Regions from separate parts of the Macaca mulatta genome. Here region 2 is linked to region 1. The links are chromatin contacts, called in public Hi-C maps. All regions are on one chromosome and are shown on one strand. Each heading gives the region's core, a stretch centred on a gene start, on an enhancer-like site or on the middle of the called end of the contact. The rest is flanking DNA. Distances are from core to core; before and after follow the strand shown.

Region 1 (5,221 bases), core at 1,250-3,749:
AGACCAGCCTCGTCCGAACAGGTGAAACCCTGTCTCTACTAAAAATACAAAAATTAGCCAGGTGTGGCGCCTGTAGTCCCAGCTACTCAGGAGGCTGAGGTAGAAGAATCGTTTGAACCCGGGAGGTGGAGGTTGCAGTGAGCCGAGATTGCACCACTGCACTCCAGCCTGGGTAACAGAACAAGACTCTGTCTTGAAGGAAAAAAAAAAAAATGAGTGGGGCATGGCGGCACAAGCTTGTAATCCCAGCTGTAATCCCAGACTCTGTCTCAAAATAAAAAATTTTTAAAAGACTGTTGCTTGGTACAAAGTACTCATTTTTATTATTAAAGAACGAGGTATTAGGCCAAATCTGGGAGACTACCCTGAGAAGGTGACTTCAAGCTGAGAGTCGAAGGGTAAATCAGAGCTGATGGGTTCCCAAGGGGTTTGGGGGATCCAGCGTGAGCCCAACTGTCCTTGTTCTCCAGGTGCCGCCAGTTCACAAATTTAAGATTGAAAAGACCTGGAATACTGCATAGGTGTTAAAGACATTAATTTGAAGTACGGGTATCAGGAATTCACTGCCCCCCACCTTGTCTTTCCTGTGTCTCCTCAAGTAATATCAAAAGTCCCTTACACACCACGGTTTATAATGACAGCCCATGCACTCGATTTGGCAGCCCCACAGTGCTTAAAGAAAAGTTGTTGCTGTTGTTTCAAGCCACTAACATCTAAAAATCAGATTGAATGCATTAAAAGTACTTTTTTTTTTTTTTTTGAGACGGAGTCTCCCTCTGTTGCCCAGGCTGGAGTCCAGTGCGATCTCGGCTCACTGCAACCTCTCCTTCCCGAGTTCAAGCCATTCTCCTGCCTCAGCCTCCCGAGTAGCTGGGATTACAGGCGCCCACCACGACGCCCACCTAATTTTTGTATTTTTAGTAGAGACAGGGTTTCATGTTGGCCAGGCTGGTCTCGACCTCCTGACCTCAAGTGATCCGCCCGCCTCGGCCTCCCAAAGTACTGGGATTACAGGCGTGAGCCACCATGTCCGGCCCTAAAAGTGCTACATTAAAAAAAAAAAAAAAAAAGGAAAATCCTTTAATATAAAAAGCTTTATTAATGGAATAAACAAGCCCATGTAATTTTATCAACGCTTACAGAGCGCTTACTATATGCAAGGCCTGATTTCCAGAGCTTTACAAAATATAATCTATTTAATTTTCACAGCAGCCCTACGAGAGAGGTATGATTATTATCCCATTTTATAGATGAAGAGACTTATGGCAGAAATGCCAAATGTAATAGGAAACAGCCTTTCTTCATGCATTCCACAAATATTGGCTTGGCGCCCGGGAAGCTCATCTTCCACGATCTGTACTTCCGGAGGAGTCCCAGAGGAACACCTCCTCAGTTCAGAGGAGTCAAGGGTTACAGCGGTGCCCTCTCCCATCACTACTCTTTTCCTTTCAGGCGCCCTAATTGACATTTGATTTGTAGTCATTTGCACAATGCTAAGTGACAGGCTTGGGCTGCACACAGTACCAGGCCGTCTTCCCTCTCCTGGGGATCAGGCGATCACAGAACCAAAAACAAGTTGCAAGGACGCGCGCGTTGGCTGCGGATTTTCTTCACAGCCAGGAGAAAGAGCACGCGCTCTCCATCCCCGCCTCTTCTTCCGGGACGACGAATTGCGGGACTCGGATTGGGCTGAGGCGGGCCACGCCTCCTCATATCCTCCAATCAACTCCCTCTCTGGTGGGCTCCCTCCTTCTCAGCCCCGCCCCACCGCCCCACGTTACGTCGCTCCTTCTGGCCTCCTCCGTTATCCCGGGGGCTGCGGCTCGCGCGGCAAACCCACCTCCCGTTGCTTCCCATTGGCTGCTCAGGTCCCGCGCGAGCGGGATCGCGCCCTTCGCCCCCCACCCCCAAAACCGGGCCATGCCTCTCTCCTTCGGCTTTCTCTAGAAGCCAGCGCGAGGTGGCAGATCGGCTGCTTGAGGCGCGCGCGGAGACGCGCGCTCCTCCTGCGGGCCACTCCCTCTGCCCTGCGCCAACAGCTGCGCCGGCTGGCAGCCCCCCGCGCACGCGCGCTCCCCCACCCCGCTCCCTCTGCTCGTTTGCAGCTCGCCTAGAGCTCAGTCACGACGGCGGCCGCCGCAGTAGCTGCATTTTTGGGGGCGCACGCGCACTGCACCGTCCGCGGCGGTTCCTAACCTCAGGCAGCGGCGGTGGCAGTGAGACCCTCGGGTGCGCACGCGCTCTGACCTCTCCCCACTGCCTCGCTGGTCGTCCCTTCGCGGCGCGCGCCCGGGGGCCGTTATCCCCCTGCAACGGTCCACGCGCCGCGCACGCGCAGTAGCGAGGGGGCGCGCGCGCGGGAGCGGCCGTCGCAGGAAGGAGGTGCAGCCGCTGCCGCCATTGCGAGTGAGGGAGGGAGGGAGGGAGGGAGGGAGTGAGCGAGGCTGGTCCGCCCTCCCCCTGGTTCCCGCCCCTCCCCCCTTCCCCTCCCCGCCCCCCGCCCCGAGGGAGAGCCGCGGCGCGGCGGCAGGAGGAGGTGGAGGAGGCGGAGGAGGGAACCCGCGAGGGAGGGTCCGCCCGGCCCCCCGCCGCCGGAGCCGCCGCCGCCGCCGCCGCCTCAGCAGCCGCTGGACTAGGAGCAGGGGAACATGGCGCCGGGGCCCCCGTCGTTGCTGCCGGGATCCTGGAGGCCGGGGCCGCGCTGAGGGCGCCCAGCTGGTGAGTGCGCGAGCTCACGGGCCCCGGGCGGCGAGGCCGGGCGCCGCCCCGCTGAGGGGTCCAGGGGGAGGCGGGGACGGCGGGGCCCGGAGCCCGCGAACAATGGAGGAGCTGGAGGGGGAGGGGAGGAGCGGCCCCCCCAGCTCCCCGGGCCCCGCCGTCCCCGTCGCTTCGCGCGTCGGCCCGGCCCGTGGGGCCTTTCTGCCCTTTGGACCTACCCCTGCCCGCCGCAGCCCTGCTGTCCTCGCTGCCGCCCCCACCCCCGATCAGTTGGGATCTCGGTGTCTGCCTCAGAGCCTCTCCGACTTCAGCCATCCGGCTCCCAATTCTGCGACCCCCTTCCCTCTTCCACCCCTCCATAATGCCCTTCGCTCCTCCCGGGCTCTGCAGTGCTCTTGGGACCCACCTTTTTCTCATTGACCATTCTGCATCCCTTAATTGTGGCTCCCACTTTTGAGATCCGTGACCCTTCTGCCTCTTCTCGATTCTGCTCTCACCACCCTTCAGATCTGTCCTCGGCCCCTTCTTTGACCTACCTGCTGTGCTATTATTCTTGTCTCAGAATATGTTGCACCCTGGGAGCTGTCCCTTTAGGACCTGCGGTTCCAACCCCTTGGAGATCCATCTGAGACCCCTGTTCAACCAGGCACTGCTGCCCCAGGTCTTCCCCTTGGACTTAATCCGGTTCCCTCGTGGGCCCTACTATCTGCATTTCTGTCTGCCCTCTCACAGAGCCTGCTGCACCCCGGGATGCCCCTCGGCTGGCCTTCTGACCCTTCCGTGCCCCAGTTCATTCCCCTGATCCCCTCGGACTTGGCTGCACCGTGCTTGCCTCTTCCCCTTCTCAGCTCTTGTTACCGTTTGCCATTCAGACCCTTTCCTCTCTTCCATACCTTTCTGCCTCTTAGCTCTGCCCCTTGCCCGACCTCAGATCTTGCTGCGCTCCCCTCACCTGCTTGCTTCTGACTCTGCCTTCCCGGGAAGCAGCCTCTTCCCGCTTCTCTGACTCTGCAGGTCTCCCATTTCTGCTGTTCACTCAACTGATCTCTCCCTAACTCAGACTGCCTTCAGTTTCAGCCCCAGTGTTCTCTTGGAGGTTTCCTGTTTCCCCCACCTCCTTTTTGGCACTTCTCTGAGCTACTGCATGCATTTGCTACTCCTTTCTTTGGCCTGTATCTCCTTCAGTTCTCTGCCTAAAAACTGCTTCCTGTCCCCTTTGCTCCAACTCCTCTCCTCCCCGTTTTAGCCCTTAGACATGCCCTTTAACGTCACTATACCTCTGATACCTCCCGGGCTGGTCACCCATCCCCTTCCCGTTGTGCATCTCACAGACCTGCCCCTAGATCCATTTTGTACCTGCACTTTCTCCTCGTTTTTTTCAATTCTGCCCCATCCTCTATTTAGTGTTTCCCTCCCCAGCTCGGCTGTTTCGGAGCTGTCCACTTGCCCGCATGTTTTTAGACCGGTTTTTAACTTCTGTATTGCCGTCCGCGCTTGGAGCGGTCCTTTAACACTGGGGTTCTTGTCACTGTGTCCCCTCTCTGTTCCCTCCCGAGTCTTAAGTTTTCCACATGACATTCTCTTCCCCCCACCATTTTGATTCAGCCTTCACCCTTCACTCTGCTTTATTTGCCCACCGTCCACTGCCCTGCCTCTTGTCTTCTTTTGGAGTTCTCACTCCCTCCAATTGTGACATTAAGATGTCTTCTTAATCATTCTTTCCTATGTATCCCCCCCACCTTCCTCTTGGAGCTGCCTCAGTGCTGTGATAGATTCTCACTCCCCTTACTCACCTTTGATATCCCTCTCCCAATTCTGTTCGTCTTGGACTTGTTTCCTTCCTCACCTTTTTTTTTTTTTCCCTTTCCCCTTGTATCTTGTCAGGCTCCTCTTCCCATTTAGTTCCTATCAGACCTGCTCATCGCAGCTCACCACCCGTGGCCCACCCATTCCCCATTGAGCACTTCCCCTTTCAGGCATGTCTTTCTCTGTTTTCCATCCCTCTGCTGCAGAGGCAAAGGGGCTGGATTGGGCCTTAGGCTCTCAGGCTCTGAGACTGCAGATTCTCTCTCTGCACCCTAACCCTGAGGGTTCTATCCCCAGGGATCCTGAGAGATCTGGGTAAATAGGTGGGAGTTGGTTGATTGTTACTGCTCTGTGGAGTCTGGGAGTGTCTCCCCCATTTCTCCCACTTCCACTAGGTTAGTAGTGTGGAGGGAGGTAGATCTCTTTCCGTTGCCCCATTTTCTTTTCTCTGCTGTTTGCTCTCCCCCTTCCGATTTCTGGGCTCTGCAGCTTTGTGTCCTTTGGAAAAGGGGATTGCAGCTGCTCACAGATCTTTATTCTCTTTCTCACTTTCCCTCTTTCCTTCTCTGAGCGGTTGCATACAGTACCCTGTCTCCTATTCCACCTCTAAGCCAGCACCCCTAGGAGTGTGCTTTTTTTTCCCCCAGCTGACAAGTCATTTTGTTTTACCTCTAGCTGGGGAAATGCCAGTTCTCAG
Region 2 (5,669 bases), core at 3,157-5,656, 280 kb after region 1:
CTTTTGAAATTGTTTACATAGCAAGGTCATAGTTGACTCCTGGCCATTTAAAAGATTTAAGCCACCACTCTTGGGATTATGAAATTTTTTTTTTTTTTTTGAGATGGAGTCTTGCTCTGTTGCTTCAGGCTGGAGTGCAGTGGTGTGATCTCAGCTCACTGCAAGCTCTGCCTCTCGGGTTCACGCCATTCTCCTGCCTCAGCTTCCCCAGTAGCTGGGACCACAGGCGCCCGCCACCACGCCTAGCTAATTTTTTGCGTTTTTAGTAGAGACAGGGTTTCACCGTGTTAGCCAGGATGGTCTTGATCTCCTGACCTCATGATCTGCCTGCCTTAGCCTCCCAAAGTGCTGGGATTACAGACGTGAGCCACCGCGCCCGGCTGAAAGTATTTTGGAACTAGATTGAGGTGGTGGTTGTATAATATGGTGAAAGTACTAAAGGCCACTGAATTGTGCACTTCAAAATGCTGCCTAATTTTATATTATGTGAATTTCACCTCAATAAAAATGTCTCTCTCTCTCTTTTTTTTTTTTTCTTGAGAAGGATTCTTGACCTGTAGCCAGACTGGAGTGCAGTGGCACAATCTCAGCTCACTACAACCTCTGCCTCCCAGATTCAACCCGTTCTCCTGCCTCAGATTTGCACCACCACGCCCGGCTAAATTTTTTTTTGCTTTTTCTTTTTAGTGGAGACGGGGTTTCACTATGTTAGCCAGGATGGTCCTGATCTCCTGACCTTGTGATCCGCCTGCCTCGGCCTCCAAAAGTGCTGGGATTACAGGCGTGAGCCACTGCACCTGACCAATAAAAATGTTTTTTTAAAAAAGGATGTATGTTTCCAAACATGAGACTATACCATCACATTTAATTTTTCCCAGAAATTATAAAAAAGTAGAAGTGAGGAGAGGAAAGGGAGACACTTTTAGACCTTTAATGAGTCTACAAGTACAGGATAAAATAATTTGCGCAGCAATTAGCTTTATTTCCAGGGCTCTTTTTCACAAAGTGATCATTTTACAAGAGTTACGGCATAGGCACGGGTAAGAACCCGGGTCACTCCCTAACCAATTACGAATTACTATATGCCGTAGACCTTCAGGATTACTTTCTTTCTTTCTTTTTTTTCTTTGAGACAGAGTTTTGCTCTTGTTGCCCAGGCTGGTGTGCAATGGCACAATCTTGGCTCACTGCAACCTCCACCTCCCAGGTTCAAGCGATTCTCCTGCCTCAGCCTCCCAAGTAGCTAGGATTATAGGCATGTGCCACCATGCCTGGCTAATTTTTTTTTTTTTTTTTTCCTGAGACAGTGTCTCACTCTGTCGCCCAGGTTGGAGTGCAGTGGCAGGATCTCGGCTCACTGCAAGCTCTGCCTCCCGGGTTCACGCCATTGTCCTGCCTCAGCCTCCTGAGTAGCTGGGATTACAAGCGCCCGCCATCATGTCCAGCTAATTTTTTTTTGTATTTTTAGTAGAGAGGAGGTTTCACGTGTTAGCCAGGATGGTCTCAATCTCCTGACCTCGTGATCCGCCCGCCTCAGCCTCCCAAAGTGCTGGGATTACAGGTGTGAGCCACCGCGCCCAGCCTAATTTTTAGTAGAGATAGGGTTTCTCCACTTTGGTCAGGATGGTCTTGAACTCCCAACCCTCCCAGGTTCCAGTGATTCTCTCCCCTCAGCCTGCTGGGTAGCTGGGATTACAGGCGCACACCACCACACCTGGCTAATTTTTGTATTTTTAGTAGAGACGGGGTTTCACCATGTTGGCCAGGCTGGTCTCGAACTCCTGACCTCAGGTGATCCTCCTGTCACTGCCTCACAAAGTGCTGGGATTACAGGCATGAGTCACCGTGCCCGGCCTAATTTTTATATATTTTTTTGTAGAGATGGGGTCTGGCTGTGTCTCAAACTGCTGGCCTCAAGTGATCCTCTCAAAGTGTTGGGATAACAGACATGAGCCACTGTGCCTGGCCTGTTGAAAGTTTTTCAACCATTATAGGTCCTTTGTCCCATACTTGCAGCAAGTCAATAGTGGGAGACACCAGGTTGCAGCAGAGAAAGAGGTTTAATCATAGGGCCACTGAAAACCAAGGGAGGAGATGGAAGGAAACCACGAATCCACCTCCCCAGGGAGTTCAGGGGTTTTTAAGGGTTTTGGAGTGGGTTGAAGTGTGGGGATCGTTGGTTGGTTGAGTGCAGGGTGAAGTAATGAAACAGGGAGTTGAAGAAACTCTATTCTCCTGTCAATTTGGTTCCTCTCTGGGGTCTTCACACTGGTTGGCATCAGCTGTTCTGCTGGAATTCAGGATCTGAAAAACATCTTAGGCACCTTTTGTTTTTTTTTTGAGACAAGGTCTGTTGTCCAGGCTGGAGTGCAGTGGTGCCATCATACCTCATTGGAGCCTCCAACGCCTGGGCTCAAGGATTCTTCCACCTTAGCCTCCCAAGTAGCTGGGACTACAGGCATGCGCCACCACACCCAGCTAATAAAATTTTTTTTTTTTTTTTTTTGTAGAGACAGGGGTCTTGTCATGTTGCCCAGGCTGGTCTTGAACTCCTGGTCTCAAGTGATTCTCCTACCTCAGTCTTCTAAAGTGCTTAGGTGGGATTACAGGCGTGAGCCACCACGCCAGATGCCAATTCTTAAATAAAAATACATGATTCCGCCAGGTGTGGTGGCTCGCGCCTGTAATCCCAGCACTTTGGGAGGCCAAGGTGGGTGGATCACTTGATGTCAGGAGTTCGAGATCAGCCTGGCCACCATGGTGAAACCCTGTCTCTACTAAAAATACAAAAATTAGGCCCGGTACGGTGGCTCAAGCCTGTAATCCCAGCACTTTGGGAGGCCGAGATGGGCGGATCATGAGGTCAGGACATCGAGACCATCCTGGCTAACACGGTGAAACCTGGTCTTCACTAAAAAATTAGCCCGGCATGGTGGCAGGCGCCTGTAGTCCCAGCTACACAGGAGGCTGAGGCAGGAGAATGGCGTGAACCTGGGAGGTGGAGCTTGTAGTGAGTGGAGATTGCGCCACTGCACTTCAGTGTGGGCGACAGAGACTCTTGTCTCAAAAAAAAAAAAAAATAGATGGGCGTGGTGGCTTTTTTTTTTTTTTTTGAGCTGAGAGTCTCTGTCGCCCACACTGAAGTGCAGTAGCAGGATCTTGGTTCACTGCAACCTCTGCCTCCCAGTTCAAACAATTCTCCGGCCTCGGCCTGGCAATTGGCTGAGACTATGGGCATGCCACCACACCCGGCTAATTTTTGTATTGTTAGTAGTGAGGGGGTTTCACCATCTTGGCCAGGCTGGTCTCAAACTCCTGACCTCGTGATCTGCCCTCCTCAGCCTCCGAAAGTGCTGGGATTACAGGCATGAGCCACTGTGCCCTGCTAAAAAGCCTATGATTCTAACATCAGAAATCCTCCCACCTCAGCCTCCCACGTGGCTGGGACTATAGGCTCAGTGCCACCACACCAAGCTAATTTTTGCATTTTGAATAGAGATGGCGTTTCACTATATTGCCCACCTGGGGCCATCCGTGTTTTCTTTTCTGTTATTTTTGTTTTATTTATTTATTTTTTTGAGACCGAGTCTCGCTCTATCTCAGGCTGGAGTGCTGACATGATCTTGGCTCACTACAAGCTCCAACTCCTGGGTTCAAGCGATTCTCCTGCCTCAGCCTCCCAAGTAGCTGGGACTACAGGTGTGAGCCACCATGCTCTGCTGTTTTTTTTTTTTTTTTATTTTTAGTACAGACGGGATTTCGCCATGTTAGCTAGGCTGCTCTCGAACTCCTGATCTCAACTAATCTGCCTGCCTCGGCCCTCCGAAGTGCTGAGATTACAGGCGTGAGTCACCGCGCCTGGCCTATTCCTGTTTTCTTAATGCTTCTCTCTCCCACTGGGCCGTGACTGCCTCCAAAGCAGAGATGTGTCCATTTTTTATTATTATTGTATGTCCAGGGCTGGGCACAAAGTGCAACGCATAGTAGGGACATGAAAGCCTGGGAACAGTGGCTGATGCCTGTAATCCCAGCACTTTGGGAGGCAGAGGCGGGAGGATAGCTTGAGACCAGGATTTCGAGACCAGCCTTGGCAACACATCGGGACCTCATCTGTATGAAAAAAAAAAAGAAAATTGACAGTTCAATGTCACCTCTGATAAGCCTTCCCTGACCACCCCTGTTACTCTGTAGCCCCATGTCCTGCTTTATTTTTCTCCAAAGCATTTGTCATCGCTGGGTTTATATTTATTTCTCTTTGGGTTTTTCTCACTGGATCGTAAACTCCATGAGGACAGGGCTTTGTCGATTTTACTCAATACCCTATTTTACAACATCCCTATTGCTGGGATCTCAGTATGCACGCCTTAAATATTTGCAGAATTTAAGCGCCTCATAAGTGACCACGTGGGCAACGCCCTCGGGGCCTTAACCGGCGCCATTTTTGGGGCTAGGATTGGTTGGACCCTCCGTCACGTGACATGCAGTTGCCGGATCGCCTTTGAGTCTCGTGAGGTACTTTTGGTCCCAGGCTCCTTGGACGAGGTACTGCGCAGGCGTGGGAGGGGGTCTGCGCACGCGCAGAAGCACCCCGGGTGTGCTGCCGGCGGAGGTTGGTGGCGCGCGGGGCTGGCGGGCGGTTGGCGTGAGCGGGACGTGAGCTGAGGCAGGAAGAGCCGGCGCCATGGTGGAGAAGGAGGAGGCTGGCGGCGGCATCAGCGAGGAGGAGGCGGCGCAGTATGACCGGCAGATCCGCCTGTGGGGACTGGAGGCCCAGAAACGGTCAGCGCCGGCGCGGCTTGAGGCGCCGAGGGTCTGGAGGGGGCGTCTAGTCTGAGGCGTTTGCGGCCCGGAAGGAGCGGGAAGGTGTGATTTGAAGGGAGGAGGCGGGAATTATGTGCCCCGGGATCGTCTCGCTCCTGAGGGAACTAGAGGAGTTGATTGGGGATGTTTCTGGAAGGTCTGGGAAGTGGTTGGGAGAGCCGTTCCGAAGGATGGGAGCTCTGAAGGGGGCTCTGATTGGGGAGTCCTGAGGGAGCGGGAGAATTCAAACTCAGGAAATCCGAGGCCCGAAAGCGGTGATTGTGGGATTTAGGTCGCGGTTAGGGGATAAGAGGGGCTGGGGTACGTGGAAGGGGTGAGGTGAAGGACATAGTTCATTCATTCGATGGTGTGGGACCCGGTTCCGTGCTGGATACGGGGGAGACTGGACTGGCCAACCGGGCCGACGGGAGCTTACATTCTTGTGGGTGCTCAGGGGCGGGCCAGGCTGAAAGAATGCGGGTTTTGAGGAGTTTTGGAGCAAGTTATGTCAAATGGAACTCTTGAGAGGCTCGGAGAGTCTGGAGGGGGACGGCAGTAGGCTCCCGAAAAGGTTGCTTGTGTCTGGTACGGGGCTGTGCCTTGGTAAGACAGGAGACATAGTTTGGGCATTGTGGAGTAGCTTAGGGATGGGGTTTTCTTTTCTTTTCTTTTCTTTTTCGACGGAGTCTCTCCCTTGTCGCCCAGGCTGGAGTGCAGTGGCGCGATCTCAGCTCACTGCAAGCTCCGCCTCCCGGATTCAAGCGATTCTCCTGCCTCAGCCTCCCGAGTAGCTGGGATTATAGGGGCCCGCCACCACGCCCGGCTAATTTTTGTATTTTTAGTAGACATGGGGTTTCGCCATGTTGACC

Evidence for each region. A called contact is a pair of places that touch in the nucleus more often than the background predicts.
Region 2: a Hi-C map of fetal cortex germinal zone shows a contact between it and region 1, with 2.5 times the contacts expected there. The contact joins the promoter of SAE1 here to the promoter of ARHGAP35 in region 1. A contact is called at or near these places in 3 of 14 Hi-C or Micro-C datasets (fetal cortex germinal zone, fetal cortical plate and liver).

What each region holds. Positions count from the first base shown.
Region 1 is chr19:59,328,969-59,334,189 of T2T-MMU8v2.0, forward strand. It overlaps ARHGAP35 (Rho GTPase activating protein 35), which reads left to right and starts at 2,500. Exons shown (of 7, transcript XM_028839122.2): 1 at 2,500-2,718. It also overlaps a transcript of AP2S1 not described here.
Region 2 is chr19:59,606,883-59,612,551 of T2T-MMU8v2.0, forward strand. It overlaps SAE1 (SUMO1 activating enzyme subunit 1), which reads left to right and starts at 4,407. Exons shown (of 10, transcript XM_077980743.1): 1 at 4,407-4,542.